2 separate regions of the Anas platyrhynchos genome follow, and region 2 is linked to region 1. The links are chromatin contacts, called in public Hi-C maps. All regions are on one chromosome and are shown on one strand. The core of a region is the stretch at or near the end of the contact, and the rest is flanking DNA. Distances in the headings are between cores, read along the strand shown. Region 1 has its middle 9.1 kb from the start of MYH9. Region 2 overlaps MYH9 (myosin heavy chain 9).

What was found. A called contact is a pair of places that touch in the nucleus more often than the background predicts.
Region 2: a contact with region 1 is called in a Hi-C map of F5 follicle, with 1.8 times the contacts expected there. The contact joins two enhancer-like sites. A contact is called at or near these places in 6 of 8 Hi-C or Micro-C datasets (F1 follicle, F5 follicle, liver and 2 more).

What each region holds. Positions count from the first base shown.
Region 1 is chr1:55,020,950-55,023,757 of IASCAAS_PekinDuck_T2T, forward strand. No RefSeq gene overlaps it. Among named protein-coding and RNA genes, the nearest start is that of MYH9, 9.1 kb to the right of the region's middle. Within about 2 kb of position 1,357, at least 5 of the 8 cell types and tissues checked have an H3K27ac peak or open chromatin away from gene starts, as enhancers often do. A contact at or near this core is called in F5 follicle, where this site is marked.
Region 2 is chr1:55,068,754-55,071,567 of IASCAAS_PekinDuck_T2T, forward strand. MYH9 (myosin heavy chain 9) reads left to right here. Exons shown (of 41, transcript XM_072037976.1): 7 at 520-583; 8 at 1,119-1,217; 9 at 2,065-2,208. Among named protein-coding and RNA genes, the nearest start is that of RBFOX2, 38 kb to the right of the region's middle. Within about 2 kb of position 1,383, at least 3 of the 8 cell types and tissues checked have an H3K27ac peak or open chromatin away from gene starts, as enhancers often do. A contact at or near this core is called in F5 follicle, where this site is marked.

The DNA of each region.
Region 1 (2,808 bases), core at 107-2,606:
AGAGGTTTCCAAAACATAGCTGGATATGGCCCTGAGTGAGCTGGAGACCTCCAAAATGACCTTCTCCACTGAGTGATGCCCCGAGGTTGCTAACCCTATACATTTGGCAATGGGTGATGTGTAATTCAGATACTGGTCACAACCACTTGCATCTGGGATGCCGTAACAACCCCCACGTGCAGTTGGAGTAAAATAATCCATGGGTATCCCTGGAAAGGAGGCTTTCTGCCCTCCCAGGGCTGTGATTCCCTCCTTGTTTCTAACCAGCCTGTGTTTGGTGTGTCACCAGAAAGTCCTCCCCATGACCGTGCGTTTCCAGAGCCTCTCTAGCACCCAGGCAGTCAGCCACACCGAGGAAATGGTCGAGCTGGAGACACAGCTCTTGGTTTCGGTTCAGGCTGTTTTCCAGCTGGATCAGACTGTGAGATCTGGGGCTGGCAGTGGGAGTGTGAAGGTCGGAGGAGGGAGGGGAAGAGGAGGCTGGGGGCTTCTTCCTCTGGGGGCTGCCCAGACTCGGGCTGGTTTGCGCAGTCCTCAAACCACAACCCTGACCGTCCCAAGGCTGAGAAGGAACAGGATGTTCCCTCGTTGGCTGACCTAATCCGAATCACTCATCCCAAGGGAAAGGCCCCACAACCTCTCTTTCTTGAGCCAGACACAGCCTGTAAGCAGTTAAAGAGTGGATGTGGTGGCAAGCTCAGGAAAGGGAGCATGATCCCACGGGTCTCCCACTGGTGACCCAGCCACAGCTCCTGCCCCCCTCAGCTCTTAAAATATGTGGCTTGAGAGCTATAAAAACTCATTGCATGGCAGGGAAGGTTGTTAGATCTGGCGGCTCGTGTACTTCTGTGTTCACCTGGACATCTGACAAAAAAGGTGAGCACCTCGTGTGCTCGGCCCCGTGCTGCTGGGGCTTGAACACGGTTACAAATGCATCACAGAGGAAGCTCCCAGTGCCTGCTTCCTTTCCTACAAAATAGAGATATCTGCCTCCTGGAGTGATAAATATGATCGTGTTTGGTAAAGATCTCTGTTGAGGCTCACAAGCACACTCATCCCCGGCCTCCCCTTCTGCCGCTCCTTCCTGAAACACGTCAGTGCTCGCAGGAGGAGGTGGGTGCCGTGACATCCCTCTTTTTTCCCCCGCTGAGAGACACTGAGTCACGCTGGGGTGATGCCCCCCAGGCTGGCAGCAAGCCCAAAAGCAGAGTTACGGCTCCCCGTGCCCCCTCCCCATGCCAGCCGCCACCCGCGTATGATCTGGTGGATTTATCTTTCCACGTCCTCGGTGTAATGAACCCGTGTCAGGAATGCTGTGTGCATAGCGACCTTATCTGATGACAGTGACATTTTTAGCGTGTTTGTGTTCGGCCTTCTTCGTAACCAGTTGGCGGAGCTGGATGGATCAGCCCGGGTCGATACGTGTAGGAACCCAATGCCCGCAGCCGGCCGGAGATCTCGGGGGGATCCCAAAACACGTACGGAGCCGTGGGGTCTGCAGCAGACATCCCGCAGCAGCCCGGCCAGCTGTGGCTTTTCACACACTCACCAGCAGCAGTGAGGGAAGATCGTTTGTTTTTCCTTTCTTTTTTTTTTTTTATTATTTTTAAATTCCGGTTCTCAGAACTACCCCAACCAGATGGGAATAGGGTTCCCATGTCGGATGCGGGGGACCCCGCGACCCATGGCTCCCCAGATCCCCAAAAAGCAGCGAGCGGAGGCTTTGCCGCAGCTCCTCCGGGAGGTGCGGGGGAGAAAGGGAAGAGGAAAGGGGTGGTCGTGCAGTTTTCTCCTGCTTCAGCAGCTGGGCCAAGGGAGGGTTCCCAGGGTTTTTCCCAGGAAGGAGGTCAGGGCCGGGCAGCCTCCAGCCCTGGGAGGCCCCACCTCCTCTCAGCCTCCAACGCTGCGCTCCTGCCCTTATAAGGCTGCGGTTGTCACCGAGGCCAGGAAGGAAAAAAAAAAAAAAAAAAAGAAATGTAATAAACCCAAAAGCCATAAAAAGCTGCGTGAGCGTTACCTGCCCCGCTCCGGGCTCCCTCCCCAGGCAGGATCTCGCTGCCAGCCTAGCTCAGCCTCGGGGCTCCCACCCCGGAGGCCTCGCCTCAGGGAGCTCCAAATTTATGGGGCCTCAGCTCTGAGGTGTCTTCGTTTGCTTTATGTAGTGCTTCAGGAGGAGGTTCACGTCTCCGACCACCTTTTATTTTTTGCTGCTTTTGCGGGGTGGGAGAGCCTGGTAGGTCTCCATCCTGCAGGAGAGGGTGCCCAAAGGGGGAGACTGTGGGGTGAGCCTTCAAATGGCCACCTTCCCCCACCGTTTCCCCTTAAAAAAAATGATCTTCTGAGGGCATATTGGCCTTTCTGAGATGGGGTCAAATGCACCCAACTGCAGAGGAGACCCTGCTGTCTCCTGGATGGAAAAACTTGCTGTGATGAAGAAGACACCATGGGCTTGAACAGCAGCAAAGCCCCAGAGCAGCAGTCAGGAGACGTGGTGGATCCATCAGGCAATTATCCGCCTGTTTCCGCGTGCGGTTGAGTTTTGCTCCTTCCCCCCCCTTCTCGATTTTTCTCTAAGTAATGAGGCAATTCATTGTCGGTGCATATTTTAAACCCTGACTCTCTTGGTTCCTGTCTTAGACCCAGCACACACTTCCCAAAAGTTTCCTGTGGGCCCCAGCTACAGCCGTTCAAACATTTTCCATCGTACGTGAAGCGGCTGCGTGCTGCCATGGGACCCTGGCTTCCTCGACCTGCCTGGTCAGCAGGAGCAGGATCCTGTCCCCAGATCCCTCCTGGGACCTGCTGGGG
Region 2 (2,814 bases), core at 133-2,632, 48 kb after region 1:
TGAATTATCCAGAAAATGTTGCTGATAGGTTTCTATTATGGAGAAGCCATCTGCACCAATTTTTATTCTAAATTTATTACGGTCAGTTTTATCCTGTCAAGCAAACAGGGATCCTGATTTTGTTTGTTCTGGAGAGGTAGACAGTGGGAGACAGACTGAGAAGCCAGAGCTGGAGCTAAATCGAAATGGTTAATGCTGGTTGAGGGAGGAAGAACTATCCAAAATGTATAGTGCATGAAACTGAAAATGCTCTGGTTGTGGGAAACATAGGTCAAACCATAATTAAGTTGAATTGTAGGCTGCCTGTCTTTATTTACAGGTAAGTATTTGGTGTCTTGTTTGTTAAATCGTCATGATCAGCAGGCATTGCCTATTGGCTGACCTTATGTTTTGCATAGAACTTGCCTGACCTGTTCTAAATTTCCTTTCCTGGATTAAAAACACCAGATTTGCCTTTGCTGCTCACTGCTGTTCTGCACAGAGTGAATACTAACGTTATTACTAATATCTTCCTCTCAGGGCAAGTTCATCAGAATCAACTTTGATGTCAACGGCTACATTGTTGGAGCCAATATTGAGACCTGTATCCTTTCTGTAGCCACTGAAAAGTTACAGGCTATAGAGTGGCAGGAATGATGCTTAGCAATGTCATCAGACCTTACTTGTGCTTGCCAGGTTGAGAATGTGGCAGGAGGCACTTTAATTTATGCTAGCAAGAATACTGTTGTAGTCTCCTATTCCTTCATATAGCATTTTGTGACTGTGGTGGAAATCTCTTCTGAGTGAATGAATTCTAATCGTAGGAGGCTGAGATAGCAACAAACCACGATAAGATGGAGAGCTTTGGAATTTCACACACCATTCTCATTTTCGTGCAGGGCAAGTCTGGATAGTTGGCCACTATTTCTCTGTTTATCAGTCTAGTTTGTCGTATCATAGCCATCAGTCAGAGATTCAGAGAACTGAGACTAGAAGCTCAGTGGCTTGTTGGCTGATAGTGATTACTAAATCAATACCCCTGTTAATGGGCACAAGAACATCAGGTACTGCTAGTTTTCCTCCTGCCGTAGACTAGGAAGTGATTTGTACGTCCTGCCATATGCCTTGACTCTCAGAAGATCTCCTGGAGAAGTCCCGTGCAATCCGTCAAGCCAAGGAGGAGAGAACCTTCCACATCTTCTACTACCTGCTGTCTGGGGCAGGGGAACATCTGAAGAGTAAGTTTGATTGTTGTTTTAATTATGGGGTTCCTCAGCACACAGAGGGTCCAAAACACTTGTATGCTAGCACTTGTTCCTTCATAGTTTCTTGCCTCTCCCTTTTAGGTATGGTCACTCCTCCTCTTCTTCTGCACGTGCATGTATCCCTTTGCCTTCCCCCTACACTTCTCAGTTCCTGAAAACTTGCTTCTCTGGTTCCTTCCTGTACTTGTTTCCTTGCCAGCAATGACTCTACACCCTTCCTTATCTAAATCACTGTCCTGTGTTTAGTCTCGTCTTGTATGATGTAAACCCTTCCAGTGCAGGCATGGTCCTACAGTGATGTACTCGGTGTTTAATTGAATGGAGCAAAGTGTCTGGCGCTTAAGCAATCTAGAAGTCAAGGATGCACCTAGCTTTAAAGCCTCAGCCTAGTATGTTCTTTAGTAGTTGGAGTCCATGTTGTGTGAGAGTGGCAAATTGATCTGGAGGAAGGACAGAACTCCAAGACTTTTCTCATAATTGCAACTATTTCAAGAGCTATATACTAACCTTCCTGTGACTTGAAACAAATGAGGTATCTGATACTGAAGGCAAATTTACTTGCAAGTTATCAGTGCTTTTTATGCATGTAGGGCATAATGATGATTGGCACTTATTTGGTGGAGTATTCCAGAAGGCAGAATAGAAAGAAATAAAGCAGAAAAATGTTCAGTTGTTGGTAAAACTGCTCTTAATCTCTGATTCCTCCAGTATCTGCTAGCATGTGCAAGTCAGAAATTTGTTCTCAGTGGTAGCTTGTATATCTATTTATCTATATTTTAAAAAAAATCCACAGTAACTTCTTTCTCCTTTTTCTCCTAAGCTGATCTGCTCCTGGAGCCTTACAACAAATATCGCTTCCTCTCCAATGGGCACGTTACAATCCCAGGTCAGCAAGACAAAGATATGTTTCAGGAGACCATGGAAGCAATGAGGATCATGGGCATCCCCGATGAAGAGCAGATAGGTATGAGTCCTCTGAAGGGAGGAAATGAAGGAGGGAACAGATCGCATCTTTCTGGAGCTTTATTTTTGGTTTGGTTTCATTCTTGGGTGTTTTTTTGTTGTTGTTGCTTTGTGTCCCCCTCCCCGTAACTCTTCCCCCACCACAAAGTGAACAGTGTGCAAGTGATGAACTTGGTAGCTTTGGAGTGCCCCACCTCAGGATGTACCAAGACAGTTAATCTTAGAAGTGAAACAGCCAACAAAAACATACTTCTGTTTGCTGTTTTTGTTCCCAGTTTGAGGGCTGTATATCCACTTTATGAATAATACTTCCAAGATATGAGTGCTCCCTCACTTCCTAAATAATGCCTTTTAGGTGTTAAATCCAGCTGGTGCTGGATTAATACTTTTATAACCTTCCTTACTGGTTTGGAAGCAGTATTCTGCCCAATCTCAGTTTCTAAATGTATAAGATCTTATAAAATAGGATTTTTTTCCCATATATTGCAAGCATCCATTTTTTTTTTTAAAAAGGTCACTGCTTCTGTTGCTGGATGCTGTAGCTCTGGTGGCTTTAGGGGATATGTGCCTATGCCTTAGCTATTGCTCTTCACAGTCCAGTCTGCTC